Linked DNA regions of Mus musculus: all the other regions are linked to region 1. A link is a contact called in public HiChIP or PLAC-seq and promoter capture Hi-C data. All regions are on one chromosome and are shown on one strand. Each heading gives the region's core, a stretch centred on a gene start, on an enhancer-like site or on the middle of the called end of the contact. The rest is flanking DNA. Distances are from core to core; before and after follow the strand shown. Region 1 holds the start of Ywhah (tyrosine 3-monooxygenase/tryptophan 5-monooxygenase activation protein, eta polypeptide). Region 2 holds the start of Tnip2 (TNFAIP3 interacting protein 2). Region 3 holds the start of AI839979 (expressed sequence AI839979). Region 4 holds the start of Mrpl33 (mitochondrial ribosomal protein L33). Region 5 holds the start of Fam193a (family with sequence homology 193, member A). Region 6 holds the start of Rbks (ribokinase). Region 7 holds the start of Rnf4 (ring finger protein 4).

Evidence for each region. Promoter capture Hi-C pulls out the DNA fragments that hold promoters and counts their contacts. HiChIP or PLAC-seq counts read pairs in DNA pulled down with a chosen protein or histone mark.
Region 2: a promoter capture Hi-C map of liver shows a contact between it and region 1, with 3 times the contacts expected there. The contact joins the promoter of Tnip2 here to the promoter of Ywhah in region 1. A contact is called at or near these places in 2 of 39 promoter capture datasets (liver and pre-B cells).
Region 3: an H3K27ac HiChIP or PLAC-seq map of large pre-B cells shows a contact between it and region 1, with 4 times the contacts expected there. The contact joins the promoter of AI839979 here to the promoter of Ywhah in region 1.
Region 4: a contact with region 1 is called in a promoter capture Hi-C map of embryonic stem cells, with 5 times the contacts expected there. The contact joins the promoter of Mrpl33 here to the promoter of Ywhah in region 1. A contact is called at or near these places in 1 of 39 promoter capture datasets (embryonic stem cells) and 2 of 115 datasets of contacts at active chromatin or transcription factors (embryonic stem cells and extraembryonic endoderm stem cells).
Region 5: a contact with region 1 is called in a promoter capture Hi-C map of liver, with 5 times the contacts expected there. The contact joins the promoter of Fam193a here to the promoter of Ywhah in region 1. A contact is called at or near these places in 2 of 39 promoter capture datasets (liver and pre-B cells).
Region 6: a contact with region 1 is called in a promoter capture Hi-C map of pre-B cells, with 5 times the contacts expected there. The contact joins the promoter of Rbks here to the promoter of Ywhah in region 1. A contact is called at or near these places in 4 of 39 promoter capture datasets (liver, pre-B cells and stem cell-derived epiblast-like cells), 2 of 115 datasets of contacts at active chromatin or transcription factors (astrocytes and stem cell-derived neural progenitor cells) and 1 of 9 other capture datasets (liver).
Region 7: a contact with region 1 is called in a promoter capture Hi-C map of liver, with 4 times the contacts expected there. The contact joins the promoter of Rnf4 here to the promoter of Ywhah in region 1. A contact is called at or near these places in 2 of 39 promoter capture datasets (liver and pre-B cells).

Annotation. Positions count from the first base shown.
Region 1 is chr5:33,017,393-33,020,373 of GRCm38.p6, forward strand. It overlaps Ywhah (tyrosine 3-monooxygenase/tryptophan 5-monooxygenase activation protein, eta polypeptide), which reads left to right and starts at 1,424. Exons shown (of 2, transcript NM_011738.2): 1 at 1,424-1,762. The coding sequence starts at 1,676.
Region 2 is chr5:34,512,580-34,515,560 of GRCm38.p6, forward strand. Tnip2 (TNFAIP3 interacting protein 2) reads right to left here and starts at 1,400. Exons shown (of 6, transcript NM_139064.2): 1 at 1,040-1,400. The coding sequence starts at 1,318.
Region 3 is chr5:31,569,884-31,572,864 of GRCm38.p6, forward strand. It overlaps AI839979 (expressed sequence AI839979), which reads right to left and starts at 1,514. Exons shown (of 3, transcript NR_102275.1): 1 at 1,301-1,514; 2 at 917-1,036; 3 at 1-547.
Region 4 is chr5:31,612,401-31,615,381 of GRCm38.p6, forward strand. It overlaps Mrpl33 (mitochondrial ribosomal protein L33), which reads left to right and starts at 1,551. Exons shown (of 4, transcript NM_025796.3): 1 at 1,551-1,622; 2 at 2,203-2,221. The coding sequence starts at 1,601. All of the region lies in intron 2 of Gm38424 (a long non-coding RNA gene), which reads left to right.
Region 5 is chr5:34,368,417-34,371,397 of GRCm38.p6, forward strand. Fam193a (family with sequence homology 193, member A) reads left to right here and starts at 1,517. Exons shown (of 21, transcript NM_001243123.1): 1 at 1,517-2,011. The coding sequence starts at 1,790.
Region 6 is chr5:31,696,174-31,699,154 of GRCm38.p6, forward strand. Rbks (ribokinase) reads right to left here and starts at 1,437. Exons shown (of 8, transcript NM_153196.1): 1 at 1,337-1,437. The coding sequence starts at 1,428. It overlaps Babam2 (BRISC and BRCA1 A complex member 2), which reads left to right and starts at 1,877. Exons shown (of 12, transcript NM_144541.1): 1 at 1,877-1,904.
Region 7 is chr5:34,334,838-34,337,818 of GRCm38.p6, forward strand. Rnf4 (ring finger protein 4) reads left to right here and starts at 1,413. Exons shown (of 8, transcript NM_011278.5): 1 at 1,413-1,704. It also overlaps A830049F12Rik.

The sequences.
Region 1 (2,981 bases), core at 174-2,673:
ACACCTTTAATCCCAGCACTCGGGAGGCAGAGGCAGGCGGATTTCTGAGTTCGAGGCCAGCCTGGTCTACAGAGTGAGTTCCAGGACAGCCAGGGCTACACAGAGAAACCCTGTCTCAAAAAACAAAACCAACAAAAACAAAAACAAAAACATGGCTCCTGAGCAGTCTTCAACATGAGCACACACACACACACTCCTCAGTGAACCTAAGGCCCCTTCTTCTGTGCTACAGTGGGCTAGATTTTTCTTATGTGTGTGCATGGCTTCTCTTTGTGTAACAGCCGTGTGTGTGTGTGTGTGTGTGTGTGTGTGTGTGTTTCAGACAGGATTTCTCTGTGTATCCCTGACTGGCCTAGAACTCAGAGATATGCCTGCCTGTTCCTTTGTTTCCTGGCTACTAGGATTAAAGACATGTTCCACCATGCCAGACTGTTTTGTTTTAATTGCACTTTTTCTAGCTTGAGGTCCAACCCAGGGACCTTTAGCACAGAACGACAGGAGCGGTGAAGGCTTAGTGTCCAGTCCATCGCCACAGAAATCCAAGAAGACACTGAAATTAGATTTTGGCCCCTCCACAAATAGGATATGTCACCTTGCCTTGAATTTTTGTTCCTTCTTCCACTGAGCATCAGGCCCTCCAGGCCAACACTGCACCTCTGACCTATAATCACTAATTCCCTAAAAAGATTTGAACCAGGCTAAGTCGACCCTGATAGTTGCCAACTTTTGGTTTTCCTAGGTTTACCAGGGTTGTAGATTGCACTTCTGCTTTGAAGAATGGGGGACCTGCTGAGCCTTTCCCGGAGTGGTTGTATGAAATAGGTTAGTGCTAGTCAAGGCCCAACAGTAAGTCAGGTCCCCGTAGGTATGTCCTGAACGCTACTCCGCTCTGCCAAGTTCCCTATCCCTTCCTGTGCAAGCCAGAGCTGGCCCAAGGTCAGTTTTAAGGATGGCACTACCCTGCAGTATTGTGGATTCTAGTGTGTCTGTGAGGGGCTGTCCCAAAGGGCAGGACCCACCCCACGCCGCTGACAGAGCTGACCGCTTGCTGGAGGTGGCAACACCCAACAAAGCCGCCCCTCGGTCCGGGGCGCCTCGGCTTTTCCATACAGGGTTATCTGCGGGTATCTGCTTCTCAAGCCCGAGCTCTATCATGGGTTCTGTAGCGTTTTCCTGGCCAGGGCTGCGACAACGCCTGCCTGCGGAACCACCATCGCCGCGCCCCAGCCGCTCCCCACCCTCCAACGCTGCGGCGGTAAACTGCAGTACTCCTAAGGCGCCTGCGCAGCTCTCCAGCGCGGCCCTCGCCGCGGCTATTTATAGTAGGTGACGTCACCTTAAAAAGACCGTTAGGGCTGGGCCGCCCCGCCCCCTCCCGTAGCTCGGCGGGCTGATCCGAGTGCGCAGGCGTGGTCGCGTCCTCCCCGCCCGCCCGCCCGCCCGCGGCGCCCCCTATCCTCTCTCGGCGGCTCCGCGGCGCTCGCCACAGCGCGTGCAGCCAGCCAGCGAGAAGGCGCGAGCGGCGGCGCAGCCTGCAGCCTCCCGCCAGCCGGCGAGCCAGTGCGCGTGCGCGGTAGCGGCCTCGGCGGCGACCGGGAAGCGGACGGGCGGGCGAGCGAGCGAGCGAGTGAGCAGGCGGTGTGGGCGTGCGAGGCGAGGCCGAGTCGCGAGCGACATGGGGGATCGAGAGCAGCTGCTGCAGCGGGCGCGACTGGCGGAGCAGGCGGAGCGCTACGACGATATGGCCTCCGCCATGAAGGCGGTGAGCGCGCTGGGGAGCCGGGCGGCCGGGGGCTGCGGGGCGGGGCGGCCCGAGCCTGGGCGGCGGCTCTCTCCCTACGCGCCGCCACCTTTTGGGCGCGGCGGCCGCTGGACTCTCCGTTTCCTGCGGCCTGGCCGGGGCGGGGTCTCCCCGGGAGGCCTCTCGGTGGCTGGCGGGCGGGGGTCGCCGTGTCCTAGCGCAGAGCCCCGGTGGGGGAGGGGGTGCCCGAGGAAAGGAGGAAGTCGCGTTCCTGCTTCTAGACCCTTCTGCCGGACCTGGGCGAAAGGCGCTTTCCTTCCACCATTCACCCACTTGTAATAAAGGCTCATCCGCGAGTGGAGACCCATCTCCTGGTTTTCTCTACTACGACCGGTTTGGTTTGCTTGTCTGAAGTTGTTTTTTTCCCCCACTTTCCACACCTCGGGTCTGGCTTTGTGTGGGAAGACCCCTTTCCAGCAGTCCTGGGCGTGAAGGAGGGTGTGGGTCCCTGCATACATCCCAACGGTCCATGCTGCGTGCCTTCCTGGAGATGAAATGAAAACGAAGCAACCCTGGGGGCCTTTGCATTCCTGAGACCCTCAGAGATGGATTCTGGAGCTTGATTTCCGGTAAAGGAGACCTGCCCAGCCACACCCTAGTCAATAGCTTAGCCTAGAGCCTACCTGCCTACCCAAGACTTTGGAGTTCTGTTACCACATCACTATAGACAACTCTTCACATCATCCTGGGTTTTTTCTAAAAGAATATTTCTTGTCAAGGTCACACAGTGGCAGAATTACAACTGTGGCCACCTAGCTCTTAAGACTAGGGAGAAAATTTCCTTGGATTCCACCTTAGACTTCTAAATACATAAACATTTTTGAGGGTGAGACCCAGAAATCTGCATTTTAGCAGCCCTTGGGCAGTTTTTAGCTGACCTAAGTATTAACTGCCCTGAATTGTAGCTCATATGACCTATGGCTAGTCTTTGAAAGGCTTTCTTAAACCCACATACTCCATACACATTTAATTTGGAAATTGTATTTTGATACTACATGAAATAGAAAATTGAGGCCAACATTTAGGATTTTCTCAGGTAAGAACAATAATCAAGTTAGCTTTCCTCCAGGGTCCTTGTACACATTCAGCAGGATGTCTCTGGAATCCAGCAACATCACAGGCAGGCCATTTGTTGATTCCTTGGTGATACTGATTTCAGCATTATGGTATGCTTTTCTGG
Region 2 (2,981 bases), core at 150-2,649, 1.5 Mb after region 1:
CACAATTTGAGAAGGAATAGGACATGTGGCCTTGTTGGAGGAACTGTGTCACTAGGGATGGGCTTTGAGGTTTCAAAAGCCCGCACCAGGCCTAGTGGACGTCTCTCTGCCAGTGGATCAGGATGTAGCTCTCAGCTACTTCTCCAGCACCAAGCTTGCCTGCAAGCTACCATACTCCCCACCATGATGATAATGGACTGACCCTCTGAAACTGTAAGCCAGCCCTCAATTAAATACTTTCTTTTATAAGAGTTGCCTTAGTCATGGTATCTCTTTAACGCAAATAAGGCAGTGATTAAAACAGCTACACACCCCTTTGGGACTAATATAATAATATTACTAATAATATGAGTACATATTGGAGAAGCTTACTACCAACAGAACCACGTGTTCGAGGCTACCTCAGAACATTATGCCCCACAAGATCCCTGCACTCCAGGATCCCTCACATTCCGCAGAACCCTGTCCCCCACAAAACTTCATGAGTAAGTTTCCCACAGCAGTACCCCTCAAAGTCGAGAGACCCAGGGGGTCTGTCCCAAATTAACCTCTATTACAAGTCCCTCAGAAGTGCTCATAACCTCAGCAGGACGTCAGGACTTGGTACTCCTCAAACAGTCACACCCCTACCACCCTGTTGCTCACCAGAACCCCGAGCCCCAGAGACTCCTGCTCACCTCTGGCATATCCCCTGAGCCTACGAATGAATCCCGAACTGCTCAATACCCTGAACTACCCAGACTCTTACCTTCAGACCCTAATCCAACAGGATTACCTGCGCCTCTGATCCCCACGCCCTTCAGACCCTGAAACCTCAGGACCCACTAGTCTCAGGATCTCGTATCCCTCATAACCCAGCTCCTTTCAAACCCCAGCGCACCCCTAAACCACTATGCTCAGACCTCGAGCTCTTCAGACCCGCACCTCGAGCTTCATATCCTCGCGACCCTCAAGACCTCGCGCATCTCTGGACTCCACGTCACTCGCTCCAACAAGTTCCCCAGGCCGCCTTGCGCAGCAGCTCCCGCCCGCCCCGCACCTGCCGCAGCTGGGTCTCCGAAGCGCCTTCCTCCTGTCGTCGCAGCTGCTCACGGAAGCGCTCCACCTGATCCAGAAGTGCGTCCACGAGTGACGGCGCCGTGTGCCCTTCCAGAGCCGCGAGGCGGGTGCGGAGGCTCGCGATGAGGGCGTCACGCGCGGCCAGCTGATCCTTCAGGCGCTGTAGTTGCTGGCCGGCCTCGTGGTACAGGCCACAGAGCGCTGCGGCCGCACGCGGGGCCCCGTCCTGTCTACCAGACCTTGGGTCCCCAGACGACATGGCTGTAGGCCTTCCGTGGGGACTTGGGCGTCTCCAACTTCTCCACACAGGGGGAGCGAAAACCAGCCTTCCCGGAACGTTTCCCGCCCCGCCCACTCCCAGAGCCTAATCCGCCCCCGCCCACAGCTGGCTCCGCCTCGTCCATGGCCCGGAGTCTGACTCCGCCCCGCCTACAGCTGGCTCCGCCTCTCCCACTGCCGGGAGTCTGACTCCGTCCCCTCCCACAGCTGGTCCCTCCTACTCTATGATCTCACTTTCTCTTGACACACCAGCTCCATTCTAGGTGCTGTCTGCTCTATTCCCTGCGTCTGAGGAATTTTCCTGGAGTCAGACCCCATCTGCGACCAGGGTTTGGGGTTAGGTATCCTCTGGTACAGCAGCTGAAGAAAAGCAAATAAATCAAAGGACTTCAAACATGGGACGTAGAGTGTGGTCAGGTTTCATTGGCTGGGCTCCTTCCTCTTCCGGGACTTGACATGCGTTTCTTCATAGAGGGACACTGACCCAGAAAGGTGTTCCCATCCAGAGTACATGATGGAGCCCAGAGCCAGCCACCAAACCCCAGCATGCCCCTAAATTCGCGTTAGGATGGCCTTAGCGCTAGAAGCTGTTCTAGCAGAAGACAAGAGGGTGCCCACCCTTTCCTTCCCACAGTTTCCATATGAACACTGTTTTTCCACTGGGAAGTCTCTCCTCCGTGAGAATCTTTCAATGGCTCATTGCTAAGATCTCATGGAGGTCCCCTCCCTATGTGAGGATGTGTGTCTCCTTTTCTGCTCAGTCTTCTACTCTCAATACCCTGTCTGCTCACAGGCAAGCTCTGGTTGAGCCTGCAGGAACACACTCACTTGCAAGTATAAAACTATAAGCAAAGCCAGACCTCGCCAAGAATGTATGGGATGGATACTGGGAGTCACAGACCTGGCTCACTTATGTTCAGTTCCTTCTTAGCCCTTCCAGCCCAAAACTTCTGCTCAGAAAAGATGGGTCACAGTTGCTTCCTTCCCTACCTGGTAGGGGTGTTGTGGAACTAGAGAATGAGTGCGTATTTCTTTTCTATTAGTGTGACAAAATGCCAGGACCAAGGCAGCGTATAGAAGAAGCATTACTTGGGATAAAGGGTCAGATGTTTAAAGCTGATAGCTCACATCTTGATTACAAATCAGGAAGCAGAGGGCAAGCTGAAACCTCAGAATCTCTCTGCCCATAATGGCACAGCTCTTCCAACAGGCCATACTTTGAAATCCTTTCTAACCTTACATGAGTCACCAACTGGGGACCAAGTATCCAAACATGAGTCTATGGGAGCTGTTCTCATCCAAACTTCCATGATTAAATGATTGTCCAGCACAGTCATTGCTATGGTCATGCAGGGTCATCTTGATTGACTGAGGCAGTTGTGGGATGAAGGGGAAGTGGGTGTGGGAGTGGATATCACACAGAAGAACCCTGGCCCAGAGCTGATATGTGGCTTTAACTCTTCACTACTATTCCTGTGTGTAGCCTAGTAGACCACTCAAGTGCTTTTGAGCCTGGTTGTGAAGTGCAAAATATGAATCAAACAACAAAGACATTTATTCAAATGCTTCTGGGCCACATGTGTTTGGAGTTCAAAAGCTTTGATTTTATGTAGTTGCACATAATTGAGATAACCATCCTCTAA
Region 3 (2,981 bases), core at 264-2,763, 1.4 Mb before region 1:
CTCGGTTATCCCCCAACCTAGGTACATCAAGTCTTTGCAGGGCTAGGCACATCCTTTCCCACTGAGGCCAGACAAGGCAGCCTAGTTAAGGGAACAGGACCCACAGGCAGGCAACAGATTCAGGGACAGCCCTTGCTCCAGTTGTTGGGAGATCCACATGAAGACCAAGCTACATATCTGTTCCATATGTGCAAGGAGGCCTAGGTCCAGCCTGTGTATGCTCTTTGGTTGATGGTTCAGTTTCTGGGAGCCCCTAGTGGTCCAGGTTAGTTGACTTTGTTGGTCTTCTTGTAGAGTTCCTATTTCCTTCAGGGCCTGCAATCCTTCCCACAACTCTTCCACAAGAGTCCCCAAGCTCCATTTAATGTTTGACTGTGGGACTCAGCATCTGTTTCAGTCAGCTGCTGGGTAGCTGTCAGAGGAGTTATGCTAGGCTCCTGTCTACAAGCACAACAGGCTCCATATCCTCACTGCTAGGAGTCTCAGCTAAAGTCACCCCCATGGACTGGGATGGGTGAGACTCCCGGGAGCTTTACCATTTTGTCTGCTGTGAGAGAGAAGTCAGGAAAAACAAAAACAGAGCCTACTTAATTGAGTTCGGAACTTAAATCTGCCAGAACCCAATGCAGTGGGTGCCCTCACTGCCAGATGGCCAGCAGGTCCTTGGGAGTAAACCAGAAGACAGTTTTAAGAGGCTGTTGTTTCCCTAAGGACATAGCTTATAATCTGCCTGTGCTTGAAGTACTTGCACATACAGAGACTTCTTCTTTTTAAGCACATATTGATTAAATATAATGAGGCATACTGAGGTTGAGAGGAGAGATCAGGGAGGGAGGCGTCCATGCATACCCAGGGCTTTGAACAAGGGCTCCCCGACTCAAGGAAGTGCACAAACCCAAAATTACCAGGAACCTACCTGTGAGTTTGTTGTGGACAGTTTCTGGGATTCTGTGTAGCCTTTATCAGCATCTCTAAAGGGTCATTGTCCAAATATAGTTAAACAGACTTCGGACACGGAAGCGTTGGACTCCCATTCCTAGGCACAATGGCACAGTTTATAGCAGGTCCCTGTCAACCTCACTCCATCACCCCCTCAAATCCTTGCCTAGAAATCTATTCCAGCTAGCCTCCTTTTGCCCTACCAGGGGGAGGGGAAATCCGAAAGCTTATTTTTAGGCAGGCCCTGCCAAGACTCCCCGCAGTGGCTGGACTGCTGCTGGGCCTGAGGGGTGCCCGCGCCCCAGGAGGACAAGCAGTGTGCGGGAGGGGCCTGCGGGCACGAGCGGATGTCACAGCTTACCTCAGAGCCTGAATTAGAAGCCTGAAAAAAAAAATCACAGCAGGAAATAATGTGGTGCCCAAAATAGAAACATCAACCGGGAGAGAGGCCGGGAGTAGGTGGCGTTTGAGGCTCCTGCAGCGTCCTCCCCAGAGGCCTCCTGACAACCGGCAAGCGGGTTGGCATGAGATTGCAACCCAGCCCAAGAGGCCACAAAGGCACCGGCTGGATGTTTCAGCAAGGGAGAAGGAATGGGCAGTAAAGTGGAGAATCAGGACCGCCTCCTCTTCCCTCCCTCTCGACTTTCTCCTTCCTTCTCCAAAGTCTTACCGCCACCGCTGACCCCTTCCTCTTTTTCGGCATCATCCCTCAACCTTCTCCCCACACAATGACTTCTGCTTTTTTCCTCACTCTCTAGTGCCCCTTCTTCTCTGATACTGCCCCCACCCCGCTTCCTCCTTTCCCTCCCCACACCAAGCCCTTCATTTCTCCTGGGTGGTCTCTGCCCCAACCCGCCGCCCCCCAGCCTCCCGGTGCTTTTGGGTGCCTTCCTAGGTAACTAGTGGGAGCTCAGTCTAGCAGCAGCTAACTGAAGGTCAGCCTCCTGTGCCTGACTGCAGCCTGGCTGCACTGATCTCCCCTTCACCCCACACTCAGCACCCTCCACGCCTCTTTAGAGAAAAGGAGGCCCTGGAGTCTAAGGAAGATGGCAGGGTCAGGACTCCTTCCTCTGGGGCCTCTGGAGGGCTTGAGAGGAAGCAGAAACTTTGCAGGCAATCTTGGACTGTCTCTCCCTTCACAGCTGAGTTCCTGGTAGATTGCATGGTTTGCCAAATTTCCGTGTTTCTCATGCTGGCATGTGCCATTGGGCAAGGTATAAAGTCGGTGAGAACCAGACTTAAGGTCTCTCTGATGCTCCCCTTAACCTTCACCAACCCCGAGTGGGGAAACATCTGTGATCTCCTTTACAGTGGGAACTCAGATGCAGCAGGTGAGCTGGAGGATGGGGGACACTGGAGGATGGGGGACACTGGAGGATGGGGACACTGGAGGATGGGGGACACTGAGGATGTCTTTAATCTTAGCACTAGGTAGAGGCAGATGATCTCTAGGAGTTAAGAGTCCATCCTGGTCTACATGGTGAGTTCCAGGCTAGCCAAGGCTACATAGTGAGACCCTGTCTTTAAAAACAAAGGAAAGAAAAGTCGGAGTAGTAGGCATGCTGCATGTTTGTAAGAGTAGAAGGGCTGGGATCGAGGCACAGGGAGTGCAGCCCCTCTACTGACCTTGAACTTGGACCAAGTTCATTGACTTGGTATTTCCATACCCGGTTTTCTTCGTAACAAGATTTGTTTTTTATTATTTCTTTTCTGAATGTAAGCATGAGACATTCCATTACATATGTTGGGTAATTTCAATTATTAAAAATTCCCTAGGTGGGGCTGGAGAGATGGCTCAGCAGTTAAGAGCACTAACTGTTCTTCCAGAGATCCTGAGTTCAATTCCCAGCAACCACATATGTTCACAACCACCTTTAATGAGATCTGATGACCTCTTCTGATATGTTGGAAGCCAGCAACAGTGTGCTCATATACATTTTAAAAGGAAAGAAGAAAAAAAAAAGAAGAGAAAAGAGAAGAATCCCCAAAGCAAAGCATGGAGAAGCAGGTGGATCTCTGAATTGGAGCCTGGTCTACATGGT
Region 4 (2,981 bases), core at 301-2,800, 1.4 Mb before region 1:
ATAACAGGCAGATGTACCTAATGGGAGGAGAAAGTAATTGCCTCCTTCACACTCCATTCAAGCATTCAAGAGACATGGTATCTTTTTTGTGTTCCTGTGTTATATGTGTGTACATGTGAACTGGCACACATGAACATATGTGCATGTGTGGAGGACAGGCCAATGTTGCTTTCTCTCTACCCTATTTAATTTTTTTGGAGATAGGATCTTTACTGAACCTGGAACTCTCTGATTTAGCTAGACTAGCACTAAGTACATGCCTGCCATATTTGAAAATTTAAAATATGACCTCCAGATTTTGAAGATTTGGATTCAAGACCTAGACTTTCCACTAATAACTGGAACAGCCTTGGCCAAGTTAGTTATTCTTATCCTTGGATTCCTCACATGGAAATGGAAATACAGCATTGCTGAGAAGATCACTTAAGACAACAACAACAACAACAACAACAACAACAACAACAACAACAACAGGCCAGAGAGGATTGCTTAGCCACTATGAATATTTGTTGCTCTTGTATGGGAGTAGGGTTTGCTTTCCAGTACCCACATGGTGGCTCACAACTATCATAACACTCTGGTTCCAGATTTGAAGCATGATGCTAAACTTCTCAGGTACCAGGCACACAAGTGGTACACAAATATACAAGCAAGCAAAACACTCAGGCGTAAAAATAAATTATAATATAGGGAGAGTCATTATAAACACACAAATTAAGCAAAACAACAGCAAAAATAATAAAATCCTGATTATTAATTGGGAGATGAAGTTACCAGTGAGGTCCCTGGTGGTGGAGTTAGGACTTCTTGCACAGGCATAAAAATATTGCTGGGCAAATGGTAGATCAGAGTACAATATCCAGAGACTACCCCACCCGGGGATCCATCCCATAATCAGCCATCAAACCCAGACACTATTGCATATGCCAGAAAGATTTTGCTGAAGGGACCCTGGTATAGCTGTCTCGTATGAGGCTATGCCAGTGCCTGGCAAATACAGAAGTGGATGCTCATAGTCATCTATAAGATGGAACATAGGGCCCCCAATGGAGAAGCTAGAGAAAGCACCCAAGGAGCTGAAGGGGTCTGCAACCCTATAGGTGGAACAACACTATGAACTAACCAGTACCCCCAGAGCTCGTATCTCTAGCTGCATATGTATCAGAAGATGGCCTAGTCGGCCATCACTGGGAAGAGAGGCCCCTTGGTATTGCAAACTTTATATGCCCCAGTACAGGGTGGGTAGGGGAGCATATAGGGAACTTTCGGGCTAGCATTTGAAATGTATATAAAGAAAATATATAATAAAATTAAAAAAAAAAAAAGATAGATCAGTGTCTCTTGGGAAAGGCTACATGTTTTGGAGCCAGGCAGATCTGGGTATTGTGATATTTGGCAGTATTATCTTTTGTATGGAGGGGGGGTCCTTCCCATAATACCACAAAATTCACTACCAATAAATCACTGAGTCAGAGACTGCCCGAACTTCAGGGGAGGGCGTGGCTTCTGTCCACTTCCTGAGCCTTCTACCGGAACCCGCGCATGCCCCGGAAGTAGTCGTTGAGCTCTTTAGGCGGGTCTCGGTGAGAATCGGTGGACCATGCTGCTCTCCGCTGTCTCTTGTAAGTCGGTCTGAGGCGGCGGCAGGGCCTGCGGCGTGGAGCCGAGGCGGTGACCCGCAGGTCCCGAGGTGGAGCCCGGAGGGGTGGAGGACCTGGCGCGGCGGCTGCCACCCCGCGGCGCGCCTCCGGGTCTGGTGAGAAGGCGGCGGGAGCCCCGTCGCCCTCTGCAGGGGTGTCCGAAGAATGTCTACTGGCCGCTGTGGTATTACCCCGCTGCCTGGCTCCTGGCTGACATCCTGATTAGAGTTAGCATCTCAGGCGACTTTGCTGCAGTCTGTAAAGTTCAAACAAGAGCTGTGTTGCAGTACAAATATTTACACTATAGAAGGGTGGGGATAGAGCAGATATTACTTAGAACGATGTTAAGATGGCAGACAACTGTTGATTATACCAAGACAACAACAACAACAAAACATTCATAATTGTGTGGGCCAGACTCACACCAGGAAAAAGTTATTTTAGTGTAAAGTGGGGAATACTTTTAAAGTGTTTTTGGTTACAACTAATGTTGATAAGCACTTCGAATGAAAAAAATAACAACCTTATCTTTTTTCTTTCTTCCAACCTTTACACACACAAGTTGCCAAGAGCAAGTCAAAGTAAGTAAGGTTTTTGTTTTATTGGCCCAGTGTTTGGGTTTGATCTCCCAAGAGTTGATCTGGGGTTATTTATTTGGTTAATTATTTTGTTGATGTGAGCACCTTGGGGGAAAAGTCCTTTGATGGTGCTACCATTGACAGTTCGATCCTGGGTTGCAGATACATAAGCTGAGAATGCATCTGATATACCAAAACCACAGATCATGTCGCTTAGCAACCCTGCTTCCTCTTCCCTTTGTGGCTGGTAGGAAGCCGAGGTACCCGTTACTAACTGGGGAAGAGAGCACAGTGGGAAATGTGGCCTCTTGCAAAGCAGTGCATTTGCACTGGGTAAACTGAGGATGTAAGTTGAGGACTGTGCTGTCTCCCTTCTGTCCCAGGGAGTATTCACAGCCTTTGTGTAAAGGAACTTTGCTTCTGGTCTCACCTCAGAATCTATTAGTTCATTGCTTTGCTCCTAAAGCAAGCATCAGGCTGGTGATCTGTTTGGCTCTACCTAACCAGAGCCATTTGCCTGAGTCTTCTGCAGGAATCTACAGATGAGCTCTGATTTGATGGAAACCTAGAGCCTGTTTATAGAAGTCAGTCCAAGCACTAGAAAGATTGCAGAGCTAAGCGTTAGGCAGCTGGAACTGAGAGGCTAGACCTGTGCCTTGCCTATGGGCCAGTCCATCTGTTCCATAATTTCAGCCCTAGGAGGCACAGACTTAGTGTCTTGTAGGGCTCCTCACAGAGTAAGTACCCCATAGAGACTTGTTGA
Region 5 (2,981 bases), core at 267-2,766, 1.4 Mb after region 1:
AAGTTATACCTGAGCTAGAATCTGGGCCTTGCCTCTGAAAACTAGAGTGGCTTTGGGCAACATCCTTAGCACCTATAAACCTGTTTCTTATCCATAGACTATGACTAATAGCACCTCTCAGGAGAGTGTATGTGTGAATGGAGATTTGACAGAGAATGACTGCACTGCTGGACAAATGGTCATTCATTCACCTAGCAATTACTGGAGTGCTGCATGCCCAGCCCTGTGCCTGCAAGGGGTTGGGATTATGGTGGAGGCAAGCACTTCTATATCCTGTGCCCTCTAGGATACTAATGACACTTAAAAATTTCAACTCCATGCCAATGTGCCAAGAACAGAAGAAAGCAAAGTGGTTATGGAAGTAGGGAGGCATTCAACTGGACTCCTTAGATGAAATGGAGGGAAGGGGCGGTCCTGACACTGCCCACCTATGGAGTACTGAGGGAGATTTAGCCTGGCATCCTACTACACTTTAATATCAGAGCTATCCAAGACCTGTTTGGGTGAGGGACCTTCATTCTATTGGGAAGTTAGTCATTGAAACGGGGTTCATCACATTGGGCTGCTCAGGTTTGGGGTGAAAAATGGGTCAGAATTGCTGAATTGGGCCAGAATGACTAACTAGGAGGTAATAGGAGATGGTTCAGGAGCGCATGTCTGTATGTCGCAATGCTAATCTCAACAGATAGCACTTGGTTCCACTGATGGAATCAAAAATAGGTATGAACTGCGGGAAACCTTTGGTTTGGGTCCTTGTACCTATAGGCGATAAGCAGGGCGCCAAGGAACAAGGTTTCTAGGTAGTGGTCCAGACTTCTGTCCTGAACTAAAGTCCTCCTGGTATGTGGTGAATGGAAAGTGATGAATAGCATGGGCGATGGCCTGAGGAAGCGCTCCTTTAAGTATGGAGACTTTAAAGAGAAGCGAGGAAGGAGTGAGGCAGGCTCCTGCTTACTGCAGGCCTTGTCAGCGCAGATGCAGTGAATTACCAGTCGGCGGATGCCGGCCCTCTTTCCACTGGCCCTGGCATAGGCCAAGGTCACACAGCGACAGGTGAAAGGGGCACGCTCGAACCTGGACTGGGCCAAAGTCAGCAGGGCCCACTACGAGCAGGGCAAGAGCTTGGGTCTTTGGCAGGAGGCTGTACTAAAGGAACTGAGAGACCGCCAGAGTTGGAACTGCGAGACCCTCTTGGACCCCGCCCGCCTCCAGCTCCGTCCGTGCGCGGACTACAGATTCCACAGGGCCACGCGGCGCCGGACGTCACCCTAGGCACACCCTCTCCCCGCACGACTAACTGCGCGTGGCCCTACGGGAGTCGTGGTCCCGCCCCACACGCCCGGGCGGAGCCGCGGGCGGCTGGAACTACAGCTCCCGGCATGCCTCGCGCGTGGCGTCGGGGGCGGGGTCCCAGGCCAGGGGCGCGCCGCCCGGGAGGGCGGAGTGCGGGGGGCGGCCGCCCGCGCCCCTCCCCCTGCCGCTGCTTCCCCCCTCCCCCGACGTAAACTGGGATCCCTTTCCCCTTGTGTCCGCCATATTGGACTCTTAACTCTGGTCAGCGGCGGCACCGGGCCCGGTGGACTCGCGTCGCTCTCGCCAGCAGCTGCCCCTCAGATCCCGTCCGCCCCGCCCTCCCAGCCCGGGAGGAGACCCCGCGCCGCGCCCCCCGCCCGGCCGGCCGCAGCGCCCGCCGCCGCCTCCGCCTGCCCGCCGCTGCCGCCGCCGCCCGCGGCCCGGCGCCCGCCCGCGCCCCTTCCCCGCCCGCCGTCCTCCGTCCCTCACTCCCGCCATGAGCCCGGCCGACGCTAAGCGCGGAGCCAAGCGCCGGAAGAACAAGCGCGGCGGCGGCGGTGGCTCGGGTGGCGGCGGCTCGGGCGGCAAGGCCGGCTCGGCGGCGGCCCTGCGCGGCCCCCAGGCCCCGGGCCCCGGCGCGGCGGGCCTGCTGGGCGGCGCGGCGGCCCACGGGCCTCTGGGCGCGGGTGCGGGCGGTGCCGCCGGAGGCTACTTCGAGGTAAGCAGCAGGGGTCCGCGGGCGGGAGCGGCCGCCGCCCCCTCACGAGCGGCCGGGCGGGCGCGGCCGGCGGATAACGGGCCGGCGCCTGCCTAGCTGACAGCTCCTCCCGGGCGCGAGCGCGGCGGAGGGAGGGCGGCGCCGGCGGGACCCCCGAGGCACACCGACTGTGGCCTTGAAAAGTGCCCCCTAGAAGTTTCTGGGTACCGCCTGGCGCACCACGGGCGCGGCTGTCTTGCCCTCTGTGCCTGCTGCTGTAAGCTCTCGGGAGCCGCCGGGGTCTCTTTCCTCAGGAGTGTCAGCTGAGGATAGTCGCAAGGGTTGGGGTAACTATTTTTTCAGGTTTACTTACGCAGGCATGCTGTGGATGGACCGCTGTCTCTTTTATTCTGTTTCAGAAGATAGTGCTGGTACGTGGGATGCAGTTGGCATAATCGGTTCTATAGATTGGATTGGCCACCGAATGATTATGGGTTTCTCTCAAGTTGCGTTCTTGTAAGGTTGCTAAAACAAGTTATCTTCTTTTAAAAAGACATCCACAGTGAAGAAACCAAAGCTTTAAGGGGTATTTGTGTGCCAAGTCATGAGGCAGATTTTTTTTTTTTTTAATGAGATTCGGAATATTGTGTTGGCACAGTATGTATTGAGAGCAGTTGAGAAAATTGTTGGGGATGGGCATGGGTTTTGATGCTCATGTTGTTGCAAGAAAGTACAGTAATGGATAAATACTTAAGTTTTCCTTATTTGTTCCCGGTGTTCTCTGCAGTTTTGGTGCAACTTTGGGAGCTTTCTTCGCGGAGTATTGTTACATTTGTTTAGCATCTGGGGTTTGTCCTTGGGTTTGAGTTTCCAGAGTTTGGCCTTTTTCTTGACTCTGGACAGCTCTAGTTTAAAATGAGGTTGTGATTTTTCATTTTGGGACTTTGTGGGTCGCCTTTGCTTTTGCTGGAAGGGGAAGGTGGGAGGTTGG
Region 6 (2,981 bases), core at 187-2,686, 1.3 Mb before region 1:
TTTTCTTTTTTTTTTTTTGTTTTTTTCGAGACAGGGTTTCTCTGTGTAGCCCTGGCTGTCCTGGAGCTTACTTTGTAGACCAGGCTGGCCTGGAACTCAGAAATCCGCCTGCCTCTGCCTCCCAAGTGCTGGGATTAAAGGCGTGCATCACCACGCCCGGCCCCAGTCTCCTTTTTAATTCCATCTTTTCTGTTGTGTTTGGTAATTTGAAAGCATAGACTTATTTATTCTATCTATCTATCTATCTATCTATCTATCTATTGTGTACACACTCATGCATCACATATGTAGTGTCCTTCCACCATACTGGGCTCCAGGAACTGAAGGGCATTAGGCTTTAGTCAAGCACCTTTACCTCATAGCCATCTTGATGAATCTGATAACAATTTATAATGTTTTAAGCAAGATTAAGTTAGATATATGAGGCCCCTGGAGCTGTTTTTAAAGTAGATATAGGTAGTTTGGTGAAAGGGTTTGGTTGTTTTGATTACCCCAAGGCCTTATTTCAAAGTTCTCTGCTATCTTTTGGAAAAATAGTTTAGGGACCGATGACACTAAGTTGCTGGGAAATATGGTTATTAACATAAACAGAATTATATGGCCTGAGTTTTTTGGAATACCTGAACTATTTTTTTTTCTACAATGTATATTGCTTATCTGCTTGGAAAGCTGTTTTCATAAAAACAGACGACAAAGCAGAAGGATCTTCCCTACAACCTCTCTGACCTAACTCAACTATTCTCATTTAGCACTATTTGGTCAGGTTTTTAGTGGCTGTAATTGTCATGTTTGTGTGTGTGTGTGTGTGTTTTAAATTTTGAATTCACACTTAGGTTCACCACAAAGGTTGGCCCATGGTTACATTTCCACATAAAAGTAAACTGTAAATATGGAACACTGCAGGAATGCCAACATGAGTGAAAAGGTGTTTGCCTCAGTGCCTTCTTTCACGTGTTCAATCCAGTAATACCCAGTTGGGTCTGGTGGACAAAACACTTCTTGTGCTCTCAACCCTGTGAAGTAGGTACATCATGTTCTCAGAGGTTAAAATGTCATGGGGCAGCCTGGCCAAGGAAACAGGTGCAGGTGTTTGGGGGCGCCCGTAGGTGGGGGTGTCTATCAAAGCTTTCATTCAGTCCCCCCACCCCCCATCCCTGTCCCTTCCTCTGTCATTGACCTCCACAAACTTGAATTCTGCCTTTTCACCTCAGAAGTCGTGCTTGGAAACCTGAAGCTTTCAGGAAAGTTCCAATGGTGGGTGCCCACCGATCCGAGGCCCGGGCATCCACAGTGTGGCTCGCCCTCCCGAGACCTTGCGCTGCGGCCCCGCACTAACCTGACCAGGTCGGTCATGCAGGAACCCACCACTACCACCGCTGCTGCCTCCTCCTCCTGCCAGGGCCTCCCGGGCTCCCCACACGCCGCCATTACTAATCCTGCTCAACCCTGACGCTGCCCTTTGCCCTTTGCCTGACCCCGTAACCAGGGACGCCGCCCCGTCCTCCTTAACGACGCGGGCGTTCCACCCGCCTGTGCCGGTCGCCCTCCCAAATGCCCGAAATCTCTCCGGCCTTTGGCTAGTCCTGATCCCTCTGGGACCGGTGTTCCTGCCCCGCCTCACAAGCACAGGGCCCGGCCGCCACGGCGAGAATGACAGAGCGCGCCAAGCACTAGGCCAGAGCTCCCGGGAACCTTCAGGCGCTACCCGGTCGCCTTCCTCAGCTTCCGGCTTCTCGGCGCGGGGACGCGCACGCCCGGCCGGCTCCGGAGAGGGCGGGACGTCCGGGGGAGCGCGCACGCATCCGGCCCGCGGTTCGCGCGCAGGTCGGTGCGTCGGTCGGGGGCGCGCTCGGGTAACCTGTACCCCGTCTAGTCGCCGGTTACTGATCGGACTTAAGTTCCAGGTACCTGGACCCGGGCTGGTGCGGGGAGGTTGGATCTCAGTCGCACAGGTGGCGCAGAGAGCCATGTTTGAGTATGGCCAGAGAGCTAGCCTCTTCAAGAGAAGGCCCGCGTTCCAAAGATGCCCCGCTCGCCCCACAGCACGCGGATTCCCTCAAGAGCCGCCCCCAAGATCTGAGGCTTCTCTTTCTCCACGTATCTCGTTCAGTCCTGGTTTCTGATGAAGCCCGCCTCTTTTTGCACTTGATGAGGGCATCATACAATTTGGGAGAAAGGGTTGGATCCCTTTAGATTCTCCTCAGAATGGGTGGACATTCTTTGGATCGGAACCAATTCGCTCTCCCCGCCCCTCCCTGATGTTGCCCAGTGGAGAAATTGCTCCCCCACAGTAACTTCCCTCGTGCGCCATATGACGTGGACGTGATGCAGCAGGAGGCCACCCCTTTCCGTTCCATGACGTCAACGGGGGCACATGTTTCCGTGTTTGTCATCCTCTCCTAATTGCGAGAGCCTAGATGGTGCTTTATACGTCTTTGTGTTCCCCAGACAGCCTGCCCACTAAAAGACCTCATGTGACCTTATCTTGCGGCAGCAGATTTTTTTATAAAAATTATATATTTGCATCTTCCGTCTGCAATACATCAAAATCAGGAAATACAAATTGCAAAACAAGCATTCAAGAGAGGCAGGTCACCAAAATTTCCTGCTTCTCTGGAATCAGTTATAATGGTGCCATATGTAAAGGAGAGGTGTGTGTTTCTAATCCATATCCCTGCATATTGTACCAAAGAATCATCTTTTTTTTTTTTTTTCTCTTCAAATTCCTGATTTTGGAGTCAGTATAGTTTTTTTTTTTTTTAACTTTCATTTGTTAGTGAAGTCACACTTACTGAAACATCTTGAAGCTGCACAAAACCTTGCACTGTCAAAAACTTGTATTATAGCTGCTGTTCTGGAGATAAAGACAGAAATCCATTCCCTCAGGTGTGATCCTAACGTCTTGACAGTTGCTGAAGTGGAATGGGTTTTCATAATCACTAGTGTGGTTTGGCGTCTGGAGAAGGTTGTTTCCTTTGGCA
Region 7 (2,981 bases), core at 163-2,662, 1.3 Mb after region 1:
CACTGCTCGCTTTTTTTGGTGTTTTTTGAGTCAGTGTTTCTGTATAGCCTTGACTGTCCTGGAACTAGCCTATCAGGCTAGCCTCAGACTTAGAGATCTGCCTGCCTCTGCCTCCTGAGTTTAATCTCTGCTGGGATTAAAGGTGTGGGCCACTACTTCCTGGCAAGAAATATTTAACTGTTTAACTGCAAACAGAACCTTTAACCTATAAGGGTATATATTCCTGTTTTGGTCTCACCTGATTTAAGTATTCAAAAAATTATAAGAAATACCTACATTTTTCTTACAAATGTAAGTTCTCTTTATTCCTATTTATAACATTTGGAAAGCATGCCCAAAACATCAAAACACATTTTACACTGGAGTCAGGTATGTATTTATCATACACACTTTATCCTAAGTTCTCTTATAATTCCATAAAACGTCAGAGATTGTAATATGGAAAATATTAACGGTCGGGTTTTGATCTGCTTCGCCATGTTAATCAATCTTCCAGGATCTATATCCCCACAGAAGCAATTCAACCACATTTAGGATAACCTTCAAATCATCTGCTCAAGTAGTCTGAGGGTCCTCATCTATTTCTTTCTAGTTGCTATTTATCTATGGATAGATCATTTTCCAGTTGCTAAACCCATCCCTCCACCTAGCCCAGGAGCAGCAGGACTTGTATTACCTGTTAGCACTCACATTCTTATTAACCGGCAGAAGTAGGTAAAATGGATAACCTGTAATAGGTGTGAATGGACTGAGACTTGCCTAAAGTTATTATACTGGTTTTCAGATTCAGGTAAGAGAGATTCTGTAACATGAGATGTCCTAAGACCCAATTCCAGGCCCTGGTCTTGCCCGAGGCCGTTCTTTGCATTCCATGGGACTTGTGTTCTGAGTCCTGCCTTTCTCGCCTCTGCCCCGACACACTTGGGCAGCTAACCCGCAGACTCCTGGGCATGCCCAGCTCTACCTTCCCCCGCCTTTAGCACACACAATGTCTAACTGGACGTTCTCTTTCGTCTAGTCCTCAAGCTTCCTCCAGGTAGGCCTCCCAAACGTATAGGTGAGCCCCCTGTCCAGATGATGGGATTCCTGCGAGGGAGAGTCCGGGGACCGACATGCCTAAGAGCCTGGCACTTATGGTGCGAATCCCGGCCTGGTTGCCTGTGGATCAGCAGAAAATTGGGGCCTTGGGCGAGTCTCTGGTACGCCTCATTAACGACCGAGGAGACGGAGAAGGGTACGGATTATGGTTTAGGGCTAGATGCAGCCGTAAGGGCCACCGTATACCAGGTCAGAAGCCAAACGAAAAGTCAAACACCCAGCGGGCAAGCTCGCGACGCGCCTCAGCAACGACACCGCCAAGTTCTCGTGGGAGGAGCGCGACTGGCGGCACTCTCGCGGGAAGTGGAAGCTCCCGCAAGCAGGCGGGGGGCGTGACCGGAAGAAGGTGTATTTCAAAGTGGTAATAGATGGTTTTCTCACCCAATAAAATTGCAATTTATCCTCCTAAACCGGTAGAGCACGGGAGAAAAGGCGGGAGAGGCCAATAAGGGCTGAGAAGGGCGGGCCGGTGCCGGACGAGCGGAAGTGGGTCTTCGTGAGGCGGTGGAGGCTTGCTTGAACGGGTCTCCTCAGCGGCGGCTGGAGTCGGTACGTCCTTGCCCGAGCTCATCAGCCGAGGCGTCTGGCAGCAAACCCCAGCTCCAAGTAAGGCTGGGCTCCGCAGCATGGAAGCGGCGGGGCAGGGCGGTGCGGGCGTGGAGCGCGGGCGGCCTCTCGGCCCGCACTGGGGTTGGTGGCCGCCCGCCTCTCGCAGAACCGCGCTTCTCCGGCTTGGGCCCTCTGCCGCCTCTTTCCCGGAGAGCACGCGGTTGTCGGAACATGGAGCGGCGCCGTCGTCGGAAGTAGGGAAATGTCTTGTGTGGGGGTATCCGCTCGCCAACCCGCGGCCTGGCCGGAGAACCTCTTTCGCCAAGTAGGAAGGGAAACTGAGGCTCGGCGAGGGTTGGGGGTCGCCCAAGGTCACTCTCGGGGCCGGGCGGGCGGATTGCAGAGAACCTGAGCGAGGTTTTTGTTCCTTGCTGATGACGCAGCCTTTGTGTGGTCGCGTCGCCGCCCCGCCTTCCGGAGGCCTGCGAGTTTGCTGGGGCACCCGGGCCGCGTGGCGGGCCGTATCTAAGTTGCGAGAGTGCCGAGGACGCTTGCGGGCTTTGGAGCTGAATGGGGTTTGGGCTTCCAGGAGCCACTTTTGGTTCTATCTATGGTTAGTCAAGCGGGCGATTGCGACCTCCATCCTTAGCCCGGTGCCTGCTCGGGCCCTTCCCTCAGGGCCACATCTGTACACAGGGATAGGAAACTTAACCTTTAACATTGTTCGCAGTGGACGCCATTGTCCACATTTTGATTAGGGCGGGGGAGGAGTCCAGATATGGGCGTTCCTGCTTTTTGTTTTTTTAAACTTTACCCCTGGGCGTTTTAAGCTTCAGTTTTTCGGTCTGCCGTTTAGTTTAGGTTGCCCAAGTAATTGGGGGAGCCCGAGGTTCACAAAGGCTGAGGTAGTCTGAGGTCTTTCAGCCTGCAGATTGACTCTTGTTCCTGACAATGGTGAGAGGGAACCTCTCTCCAGCCCAGACCCCACACACACCTGGTGCTTTTTCTTTTTAATGGTTGGAGAAAACACTTGCGTCCCGGTTTGCCTGTGAGTTCGATGTGAAATGAGTGGAAAGTTGTCTTGCTTACTAAGTACTTTGAAGAGTGCTTGTGATTCCAGCCTTTCAGAGGTAGAGGCAGAAGAATCAGGAATCTGAGGATATGTTCGGTCCTAGGTGGAATCGAGGCTAGCCTGGGCTACTTGAGACTCCATTTCAATAACAGTTTTGGTTTTGTTTCCTAGCTTATTTGGTTGTTCCGCCCCCCCCCCCCCAGGAAAGTTGGTTTCTTGGTGACTGTAATATTTATTTCATTTCTGAACAAAGGGTATTTAT